2 separate regions of the Sus scrofa genome follow, and region 1 is linked to region 2. A link is a contact called in public Hi-C data. All regions are on one chromosome and are shown on one strand. The core of a region is the stretch at or near the end of the contact, and the rest is flanking DNA. Distances in the headings are between cores, read along the strand shown.

What was found. A called contact is a pair of places that touch in the nucleus more often than the background predicts.
Region 1: a contact with region 2 is called in a Hi-C map of liver, with 16 times the contacts expected there. The contact joins two enhancer-like sites. A contact is called at or near these places in 2 of 47 Hi-C or Micro-C datasets (epiblast stem cells and liver).

What each region holds. Positions count from the first base shown.
Region 1 is chr15:119,244,086-119,249,222 of Sscrofa11.1, reverse strand. No RefSeq gene overlaps it. Among named protein-coding and RNA genes, the nearest start is that of TNP1, 210 kb to the right of the region's middle. Within about 2 kb of position 3,477, at least 8 of the 83 cell types and tissues checked have an H3K27ac peak or open chromatin away from gene starts, as enhancers often do. A contact at or near this core is called in liver, where this site is marked.
Region 2 is chr15:118,982,827-118,988,369 of Sscrofa11.1, reverse strand. No RefSeq gene overlaps it. Among named protein-coding and RNA genes, the nearest start is that of TNP1, 53 kb to the left of the region's middle. Within about 2 kb of position 2,184, at least 9 of the 83 cell types and tissues checked have an H3K27ac peak or open chromatin away from gene starts, as enhancers often do. A contact at or near this core is called in liver, where this site is marked.

The DNA of each region.
Region 1 (5,137 bases), core at 2,228-4,727, 260 kb before region 2:
AGCCCTCTGGGTCCTTCCATAGTCAACCCAGACTCAAAGCTCACAGAGGCTATAATGAAGGTCTTCAAACCATTTGCTGCCCAGAGTTGCTGGACATTTGTGCCTATAACTTTTTTTTTTTTACTTTAATTTGAAGATGCCATGAATTCCAGGAGTTGTGTTAATTTATCACTGAAGCGAAGGTACAGATTCTGAACACATGCACAGCATTGCCCCTAAATGACTGGACTCCTTGGGAACCTGGTTTATAGCCCAGAGTCCAAATTGGAGGAATCTTCCTCACACTCCCCTCGCAGTTCTATTGGCATTTCATGGGGAAAAGTACACATAGTTCATGACTACATTTATGGGAAAACACCGAAAAAGCAACACAAAATCATAGCACCCCAGGAGGGAAAGTGACAAGTCAGGGCCTAGTTTGGAGAAAGTTTGGATGGAAACCTGTGGTTAGCCAGCACCCTGGTCACTGTGGTGGAGGAATTATTAAGCTCATGTGAAAGCCCTGGAAAATTGCTCCCCGTGCCTGGCACTGCTGATGCCCTAAAGCATGCTTCTGACCTGGGGGACCCCTAGGGAAACAGCCTTGTATTTGGGTTAAACAATTTTGTGTGTGTACATGCAGCTGTTCAGAGCTAAGTGTCAGGAGTTCATTGTTATTAGGTAAACAGCACACTTTCTGACTTTCCTCTTGATGAGATTAAGTGATTCTGGTTCCAGGGAACGACAGATCAAAGTGAAATTCTGACACCCTGCCCAGCGGCTGAGGGACTTCAGAAAGAGAGGGAGGGCTGGGCTTCAGGAGAGGCACTGCTCCAGCAACAGAAAGGGCCTTCGGAAAGCAGATCTTGATTCAGGGCTGAAAGCAGAAAGACAGCCCTCCCAGGGAGGGAGGGACAGGGGAAGGAGAATGGGCTGGAAAGACTAAGGAAGGCCAGAGGCCCCAGAAGTGGCCAAAGCTCTACCTTCAGGGGATTTTACTCCTAGAATCGCTATGTACATGCCACACAACATCCCCTACGTGCACATACCACACACTCCTCCCATGCACACGCACACATACACATGCACACGTAGGCACAAATACCATGTACCACACACCCCTACCACAAACACCACACACCTACTGTGTACACACACACATACTATACACACTGCACAACATGCCTGCCATATGCACAGACCGCACACACCACACACACACCGCACACGGCACACACACATACCATACATCACACACACACTCCATACACACAGACCACACATACCACACATGCCATACACATCCACACACCTACTGTGTACACACACATATTATACACACCACTCACACTCCACACACACAGGCCACACATACCACACACACTCACAACACACAGAAACATCACACACATCACAGATCATAGGGAAGGAATGTCCAGGAGGGATCAGTTCCCATAAAGACGCAGGAAAGAGGAGGGCAGTGAGCAGGAAGGGGCAAACCCAGGCTGTGGGCATTTGCTCACTTTCTGAGAGTTTTATATATATATATTTTAAGTTTTATTGAAGCACAGTTAATTTACAATACTGTGTTAATTTCTGATGTACAACAAAGTGACTGAGTTATACATATACACACATCCATTCTTCTTCAGATTCTTTTCCCATAAAGATTGTCACTGGATATTGGGTAGAGTTCCCTGTGCTATCCAGCAGGTCCCCACTGGCCAGTCGCTCCATATACCACATTGTGCATAAAAGTGCCGCAAAAGAAATGAAACATAACCAAGAGCCTAAGGTGGGAGGCTGGTGTGTAATCCCTGCTCTCAACCCCCTATTCTCCCACCAGATCCTGCTCCAGAAATGTGCCCTTCCTGTGCAGGGACCACCTGTCCCTTTCCTAATGTGAGATAGAAAGTGAGGAACAGCAAGGGCTCTGAGTGGTCTGGGTAATGATAGATGCAAGCTACATGCATGTGCATTTCTTTCTTCCACCCGAGAGCCCATGAGATGGGTACAGTGAGGTTCAGAGAAACTGAGGAGCCTCCCCAAAGCTAGAAATCCATTCATCTGACCTTATCGCACTGGCCTAGGTTTGTGATGGGACTAAAGACAAGCACCATATTTCCCACCAAGTCCCACCAGCATCCTTACTTGAGTATAATCTTCTGTGCATTCAGGGGGAAAAAAGGTATGTGTATATTACCTTATGTCTATGTGTGTATCAACACTTACACATCAAACTTATAATTTCATAGGTATTTATTTAAAGACAAGACTAAATAAAACAAAACAGTTTGGTTAAAATTTTAAAGGAGTTCCTGTTGTGGCACAGTGGGTTAAGGATCTGGTGTTATCTTTGTGACAGCTTGGGTTACTGATAGGTGCAGGTGCAATCCTTGGCCTGACACAGGGGGTTAAGGATCCAGCCTTGCCACAGCATAACTCAGATTTGATCCCTGGCCTGGGAACTTACATATTCCATGGGTGTAGCCAAAAAAAAAAAAAAAAAAAAAACTATTAGCTAAATAATAGTATAGGCAGGGCAGAAATGTGGCAAAAAACCAAGAGATTGGTATGCAGATGGCTGGTTCTGGGGAAACCCTCACTGATTTATAGGACAGCTCTGAAAACTGGAAGGTGTTTCCTTACCCTAAGCTGGGTTTGCCCCCAGAGCATCCATCTTTTAAACTGGGTGTGTCTTCCTGGGTGGCAGGACAAAGCTAGTTGTTTAAATACACAAAGCCAGGAAGAGGCCAGGAAGACTTATCTCTTGCCTACATGCAGTCTCCCCTTGGGTATTTGTAATAGGCCAGATATCCACGCTGCCCCATATCCTCCTGTCTGTAGTCTCACATTGATGTTTGAGCAGAGTCTCCTCTTAACTCCCTTTCAAGTCACAAAGTTCAAACTGTGGGAATGGAGGCAGTTCCTGCCACCTTAGCATCTGGATCACAGCAAAGGTCAAGGAACTCGCAGGTCCAGATCAATCGCACTTAGGAAACTGCCAACAGAAGCACGTGCTTGTGGAAAATATTAAACAAAAATTTAAGGAGAAGGGCCAGGACTAGAATGAAACAGGAGACCTAGAGCCTGGACAGTTTTCATCAGGAGCTGAGTCCTGGAGGTAGCAAGCCATAAACAGCGGTTTAAAGCAAAGGAGGAATGTGTTAGGGTGGGTCCAAGGAACGTGTCAGGCCAAAGCGGACGTGTGAGGGATCTGGCAGAGCCAGCAATAGGGGAACGGAAACCAGTGCCAGTAGAAGAGTTAGGTAGACAAGAATGTAGAGAAGAGCAAGTCACTGTGCCTAGAATCAACGATTCCACTTGAGCAAGAATCAAGACCTTTAAAATTACAGATGCCCAGGTGCCACCCAGGCTGATTAGTTCAGAAGTTCTGGACAAGCATCAGTAAATTTTTGTTTATTCATTAACTCCTTGGGTGATTTAATGTGCAGCCAGAGTTGAGGCGATTGAGTTATTGAGTATAAGATGCTGGCTATACAACTCAAGCTGGGGGAACAAAACAGATGTGATCCCTGCCCTCACAGTGCCTTAGAGCCTGGGAGAAGAGATAAACATTAAACACAAAGTAAACACTCAGTTACAAATTGTGGTTTGGGCTACACAGGAAAAGAACAGGGTGGAGGATGTGTGTGTCATGGCGAATGGCGCATCTCTCCAGTTTCTGGGAGAGGGTACTTAACAGTAATAAACACCATAGAATTCAGTTACATGCAATCAGCTGCATAAATTGTGACTAACGCTTTCATTGGTTGTGCAACAATATAAACAGTGCAAGATTTCATCAAGATTTTAAAATTTTTAAAAATAAATAAAATGAGGCAGAACCCATAAAGAGGATGAAAAGGTTGTTCAAGGAGAGTCTCTGAGAAAGATGGGGAAATCAGCTGGTTAAGCCTGGAGAAGGGGAGGCCAGGCGGAAGGGGCAGCAGTACAGGGTAGGAAGTCCATTCACTCCCTGAGGTTTCTTACCAGTGAGAACCCTGAGTTTTAGCTTCTTCAAGAACAAACAGCAGTTGGAAGAGGATAATCTTGGTTACCGTAACTTGGGGTTGTAATTAAAGCTGTATAATGTTGGAGTTTTGGAAAATGGTGTTGAGGGGACAGAAATCAGGGAAGCAGAATAGAAACTAATGTGTATATGTTTCTCCAAGCAACTTAGCTGGTGATATCAAGGATGGAATTTATTTATTTAAAAAAAAAAAAAGATTTTCTATAAAGTACCTGTCCAGGGTGCTTAACCTCTTTGAGCCTCAGTTTCTTCATCTGTAAAATGGAGACAACATCCCTTGCTCCCTCATGGAATTTGGCGACGTTGTGGCAAATGCTTTTTGGGTTTCAAAGGCCATGCTACCCTTCCCTGTCCTCATTCATCAGTCAAACATCTATTGTGGATTGGCACACTGTGGTTCACAGCTTATAAGTGTTATCTGTTTGATTCCTTCCAACACACTCAATACCCTGAGCTGGAGATGATTATCTTCATTTTCAGAGGAGAAACACTGACCCTCAGGAAACTTTTCCAAGACCAAGAGCTAATAACGTGGTGGAGCTGAAATTTAAATCCAGGTGGTCATACTCCAGATCAAGACCCTTCCAAAGGATAATGTGAAAGAGAATAGGTTAGAACAGGTGCTGGGGGAGAATGAAGATGAGAGCGAGAGAGAAGGGAAGCAGAGGGAGAGGGAATGAAGAGGAAAGAGAAGCAGAATGAGAGGAAGAGAGAGGATGAAGGAAGAGCGAGGCCCACGGAGGGAGGGGCAGCCCTCCTGCAGGTGATGGGCAAAGTCTGGTATTTGCCTGGTATTCGCCTGGTCTCACTGAGGCACTCTCGGAATTCCCCCCCTCCTTCTGCTGACGCAAGTGCTTTCACGGTTCAGGGTGTTCTGCTCAGTTTCCTGAAGTCGTGGTCCCTCTCCTCAGCCCCTCCTTGTTCTTCTTTTCCCAGCCTCTCCCAGGTGCCAAGTTGAGGGAAGCCTGTGCTCCGGATGACTCTGGTTCCCTCAGACAATTGTTTAATTTCTATTTAAAAGAACTGATGCAACAGACCTTTAACGCATGTCAGTTACGCTGACATCCGACAAGAGAATTGGACTTCCTTTCATGAATGGGAAATTCCTCTCACAGCAGTTACTCT
Region 2 (5,543 bases), core at 935-3,434:
GTAAAAATAAAATAAAATAAAAAGACAACCTATGAAATAGAAGAAAATAGTTGCAAAATAAGCAACCAACAGAGGTTCAATTCTCCAAAATATGCGAACAACTCATACAAATTAACAAAAACAAACAAACAACACAATTGAAAAAGGGGCAGAAGACCCAAATAGACATTTTTTCAAAGAAGACATATGAATGGCGTAGGCACATGAAAAAAAATGCTCAGCACCACCAATTACTAGAGAAATGCTAATCAAAACTACAATGAGGTACCAACTCACACTGGTCAGAATGGCCATCGTTAATAAGTCTACAAATAGCAAATGCTGGAGAGGGTGTGGAGAAAAGGGAACACTCTTACACTGTTGGTGGGTAAATTGATATAAGCACTATGGAAAACTGTATGAAGTTTCCTCAGAAAACTGAATACAGAACTACCTTATGATCCAGCAATCCCATTCTTGGGCCTATATCTGGACAGATCTTTCATTCAAAAATATATGTGCACCCCTATGTTCATCGCAGCACTATTCACACTTAGCCAAAACATGGAAACAACCTAAATATCCACCAACAGATGAATGCATTAAGAAGATGTGGTACATGTACCCAATAGAATACTACTCAGCCATAAAACAGAATAAAATATTGCCATTTGCAGCAATTCGGATGCAACTAGAGATTCTCATACAAAGTGAACTCAGAAAGAGCAAGACAAATAACATGTGAAATCACTTATATGTGGAATTTAATATGTGGCACAAATGAACCTATCTACAGAACAGAAACAAACTCAGGGACATAGAGACTTGTGGTTGCCAAGGGGGAAGGGGAAGGGAGTGGGATGGACTGGGAGTTTGGGGTTGGTAGATGCAAACTATTACATTCAGAATAGATTAGCAGAAGTTCCCATCATGGTGCAACGGAAACGAATCCGACTAGGAACCATGAAGTTGCGGGTTCCATCCCTGGCCTCGCACAGTGGGTTGAGGATCCGGCATTGCCGTGAGCTGTGGTGTAGGCTGCAGATGCCACTCGGATCTGGCATTACTGTGGCTGTGGCATAGGCTGGCAGCTGTAGCTCCAATCCGACCCCTAGCCTGGGAACCTCCACATACCACGGGTACAGCCCTAAAAAGCAAAAAAAAAAATAGATAGATAGATAGATAGATAGATAGATAGATAGATAGATAGATAAGCAATGAAGTCCTACTGTATAGCACAGGGAACTACATCCAATCTCTTGGGACAGAACATGATGTGGGGATGACATGAGAGAAAAAATGTGTATATATGTGTAAATAGGTCACTTTGCTGAACAGGAGAAGTTGGCACAACATTGTGAAATAACTATAATTTTAAAAAAAAAAAAGGTGCATTGGTTCAACACCAGGAATGGAATGAGAAAGGAAAATACAAGGACCTGAAAAACAAAAGATGGAAAATTAGTTGTTGGATGCATTATAAACAATGTCACCTGCATTCAGATTTATGAAAAACCAGAAGAACCATCTCATCATCATGTTTGATGACAATTAGCTGTGGGATGATAAGTAAGCTCAGTTCAAATCTCCGTACCGCTTCTTTTTTTTTTCTTTTCATGGCTGTGTTCAATTATCTTTATCACAAGCATTTTACATGCAACTATTTCAAAGTGTTCCTTTAATTAGGATCAACCCTTTGGTGGTTAGTAAATATATGTGGTTTTTGCTTTAAAAAAAAAAAAAATTCAAGCAGGAGGGTAACTCCCAACAGAGCTTGTAGCTATTATCCCAACAAAGAAGATATTATACAGTTGTGTGCTTATAAGGCTGTGTCAAGTTCTAAAATCTTTGTAACTTTTCCCACCTGCAGTAAAACAAAGATGCAGGCAGGTAGAGTAGGAGGTGAAAGGCTTACCTTTGGTGACAGGGAAGAAATTGGCAAAAGCCGGTCTTTGTTGGAGGAGAAGACTAAGGAATGGAATGGAAGGTGGCAGCTCCCCCGGAGAGAGAGACAGGAAGCTACTTTAATGAACCAGAATAGGAGCTGCCATGGCCTGGGCAAGGCCAGGCCTTGGGCTAGGTCTTTTCCTTACCTGATCTTGCTTAGTTTTCCCAAAATGCCAAAGGCTATGTCTAGTTTTTCTCTTTACAGATAAGGAAACTGAAACCCAGAGTTCAGTGACCCACCAGATCACTCCACTGGAAAGTGGCAGAGTCCAGGAGGTGACCTGCACCAGAAAGTGTTTCGGGCCCAGGGCAGATCTGGCAAAGGCTTCGTAGAGGGAGGGAGAGGGGGGAGCCTGAGAACTGTGGGGGGCTGATGAGCCTGGGGCCGGGAGCGAGGGGGCCAGAGGGAAAAGGTAAGGCAGCCCTCCCTTGGGAGAAGCCCTTCAGACACAAACCAACAGTTATTAATCAACTGCTATGTGCTGGCTGTTAAATTAGTGCTCTCTCTGTTCCCTTAGACTCCAATCAAGGGGAAGAAAAAAAAGAAAAAGAAAAGCTTTGTCAGTGAGTATCCAATTACAAAGTTGAGACATGGAAAATCTTGGAGCCAGAACCTGCAAACTCAGCAGCTTCTGAGTTCAGTTGGCTTCAGATTCTGATATTTGAAAAAGCAAAGGTTCCTGGAAGTTTTATTCTCCTCTTTATTTCCTCTTTCCCTCTCTCCCTCCCTCCTTCCTCCTTCTCTCCTACCCTTCTTCCTTCACCCTTCCCTCCTCCTGCCATTTATTCATGCAGGCAGCAAATATTGCCAACATCAGGGTCACGAAGGAAAATGTTTCCTAAGCATCTTCCTTTTCATTATTTCCTCTGACCCTGACGTCCACTCCAAGAAATGTGAAGTATCACCATCTTTTTTTTTTCTTTTTTCCTTTGCCTCCTTGGCTTGAGGTGGGTTATCAGTTCCCAGACCAGAGATTGAACCCTGACCATGGCAGTGAAAGCACCATGTCCTAATCACTAGGCCACTAACGAACCCCCTCATCATCCCCATTTTACATGATGAGGAAATTGGTCACTGGCCATGTGTGGACTTGAACTCAGAACTCTCTTAGCCTAAACGCCTTGGTTTTTGCTGTTTTTCCCATACCCCAGACCCCCACGCTCACCTTTTCCGTTCTGAGGCAGCTGTTGAACAAACTTAGCCAACCTCATGAGCTCCGTCCCCACCCATACCAAGGTTGCCAGCCTAGGAGGGGCAGGCAGGGACAGCAAAAGAGCTGTTTGGCAGGCAGCCCTGAGTGTCCCAGGTCATGTCAGTGATGGGCTGGCTGGAGGATAAGCCAAATGGCAGGGGAACAGGACACCAAAAGGGAGAACATGTCAACCATCTTCAAATCTCCTAGTTGAGAGGTGTGAACATCGAGAACCAGAACACCGTGTGTACCTGCTTCAGAGGGGCCCCTGGGGCTGAGGTCAGTCAGAGGACGCTGCTAGAGGGACAAGAATGGGAGAGAAGAAAGGAAGATGGGCGGGTGGAGGTGGAGGGACCCTGCCCACAAAAGGATGGGGATGCGGAATCGAAGGGGCGGGTCAAATGGGATGAGGCTGGTTTGAAGACTTCCCAGCATCATGAGACACTGGCAGGGAGAAAGCACTACCCCACCACCTTGCAGGGAGTCTGGATGGGCTGAATGGAGGAAGGGCCCCGCCTCTGCCTGGAGGCCTGAGAGGATCCAGGTGGGAGAGAAAACAAGGCTGACCTCAGAGGGGAGGCTGACCTCAGGATGGGGGCAAAATGAGAAGGGCTCTGGCCCGAAAGATGCAGAATCTAGAACTTCTGCCTCCCCCAGAGCTTTAGCACATGTTCTTTCCTGTTTCTGTGATGGCAAAGATAAACAGGGATGAAAACAAGCCCATAAAACATGCACAACTCCTCTCTCACCTCCCTTAATGCTGTAGAAAGCCACCCCATGGGGACAGGGTTTAAGAGAACACAGAAATAGGTCCAATACAGAGTTTGAAGATTCTATTCCCACCCCCACCCCACCCTCCCGGATTCAGCAAGGTCACCCTTGCCACTTGGGCAGTAGCTGGTCGCCTACCTCTCCCCACTCCCACCCCACCCCCACCCCTTGGCTTGGGAAACTGATCAGGATAAGCTGCCCGAGGTGGACGCCAGCACAGGTCATCCAATCTCTGGAAACGACAGCCCAGCCCCTTATCTCCACCGCCATCAGGCAGCCTTGGCAAGAACAGGCTCTGGTTACAGGGTATAAACAGCCACAGAATCAGCTGGCTCTGGTCTGGCCCCTGCCCTTGGCTTCTGCCTTAGGGGAGCTGGAAGGCAGGGAGGGGGGTGGAGGCAGGATTCCCAAGGTGGGCCACTCCCTCTCGGCTCTCTACATCCTCCCCACCATTCTGCACATCTCTGAATTTTCCCCAGAGACCACACATCCTCCTTTCCTAGGGTAGTCATGTGTACGGGTCCTGGTGACCTCAGCATAGGCAGCACTATACACGAGCAGCCCATCTCCCAAGTCCATCAGGTAATAATTGTGTTGCTTTTGGCCAAAGGCCATCTCATCATCCCCATGCACACACAGTCCCTTTCCTTTGAGCAACAGATACTCCGTATGTGTTTGTCTTCCTTCTAATCTTAACCCGTGGGAAAGAGGGTTTGTCTCTTTTTGGCTTAATCAGTCCCCGGTCGTACCCAAAGTCACGTGTCTTTGGAGTGTTTCACCAAGAACTGCTGATGGTCATACATGTGCATGGTGGAGATGGCCAGGGTTAACTCTGCAAACCCAACAGAAGGGGCCTCTCTGTCTCTGAAGGAGAAACCAGAAATCCAAGGCTGGTCTTCTTGCCAAAAGGTCCTCCCCATAACCTTCAGAACCAATGGCTGCTGGGCTGGGACTCTTCTGCCTGGTGGCTGAGACCTTCCGAGAGCAGATGACATCCAGGGAGCCCAGCCAGCTGTGTGGATTCTGTATGCAGATTCTGAATAGAGTAGAAGAGGGAGCTCCCATTGCGGCCCAGGGGGTGAAGAACCCAGCATACTGTCTGTGAGGATGCGAGTTCAATCCCTTGCCTAGCTCAGGGTTAAGGATCTGGTGTTGTGCCAAGCTGCAGCAAAGTCACAGATGCAGCTTGGATCCAGTGTTGCCATGGCTGTGGTATCAGCCAGCAGCTGCAGCTCCAATTCAACCCCTGGCCCAGGAACTTCCATGTGCTGCAGGTGTGACTCTAAAAAGAAAGAAAGAAAGAAAGAAAGAAAGAGAGTAGAAGAAGCCACTGACAGCCTAAGTCAGTACACCCTCGTGTTGATCCCAGCAGAGTGTCAGCTAGCAAAGGGCAGGAAGATGGCCTTGACCCAGGCTCCCTGCCACCTCAAGGCTTCTACCTGGCAGGCTTGTGGAATTTCTCTCTAGCTCTTACTTCACAGTTATAAATTAATTCTCCATCAGTATGAGGGGACTAGGTTGCTGTTGTGTAATCTTGAAAGTTTCTCCACTTCTCCATGAGTCTGTTTTCTCCACATAAAAATGCACATTCTCGTCAATCTAGAAGTATCTGATCAATCTATACATGTCAATCGATCCATATATGCCAATCAA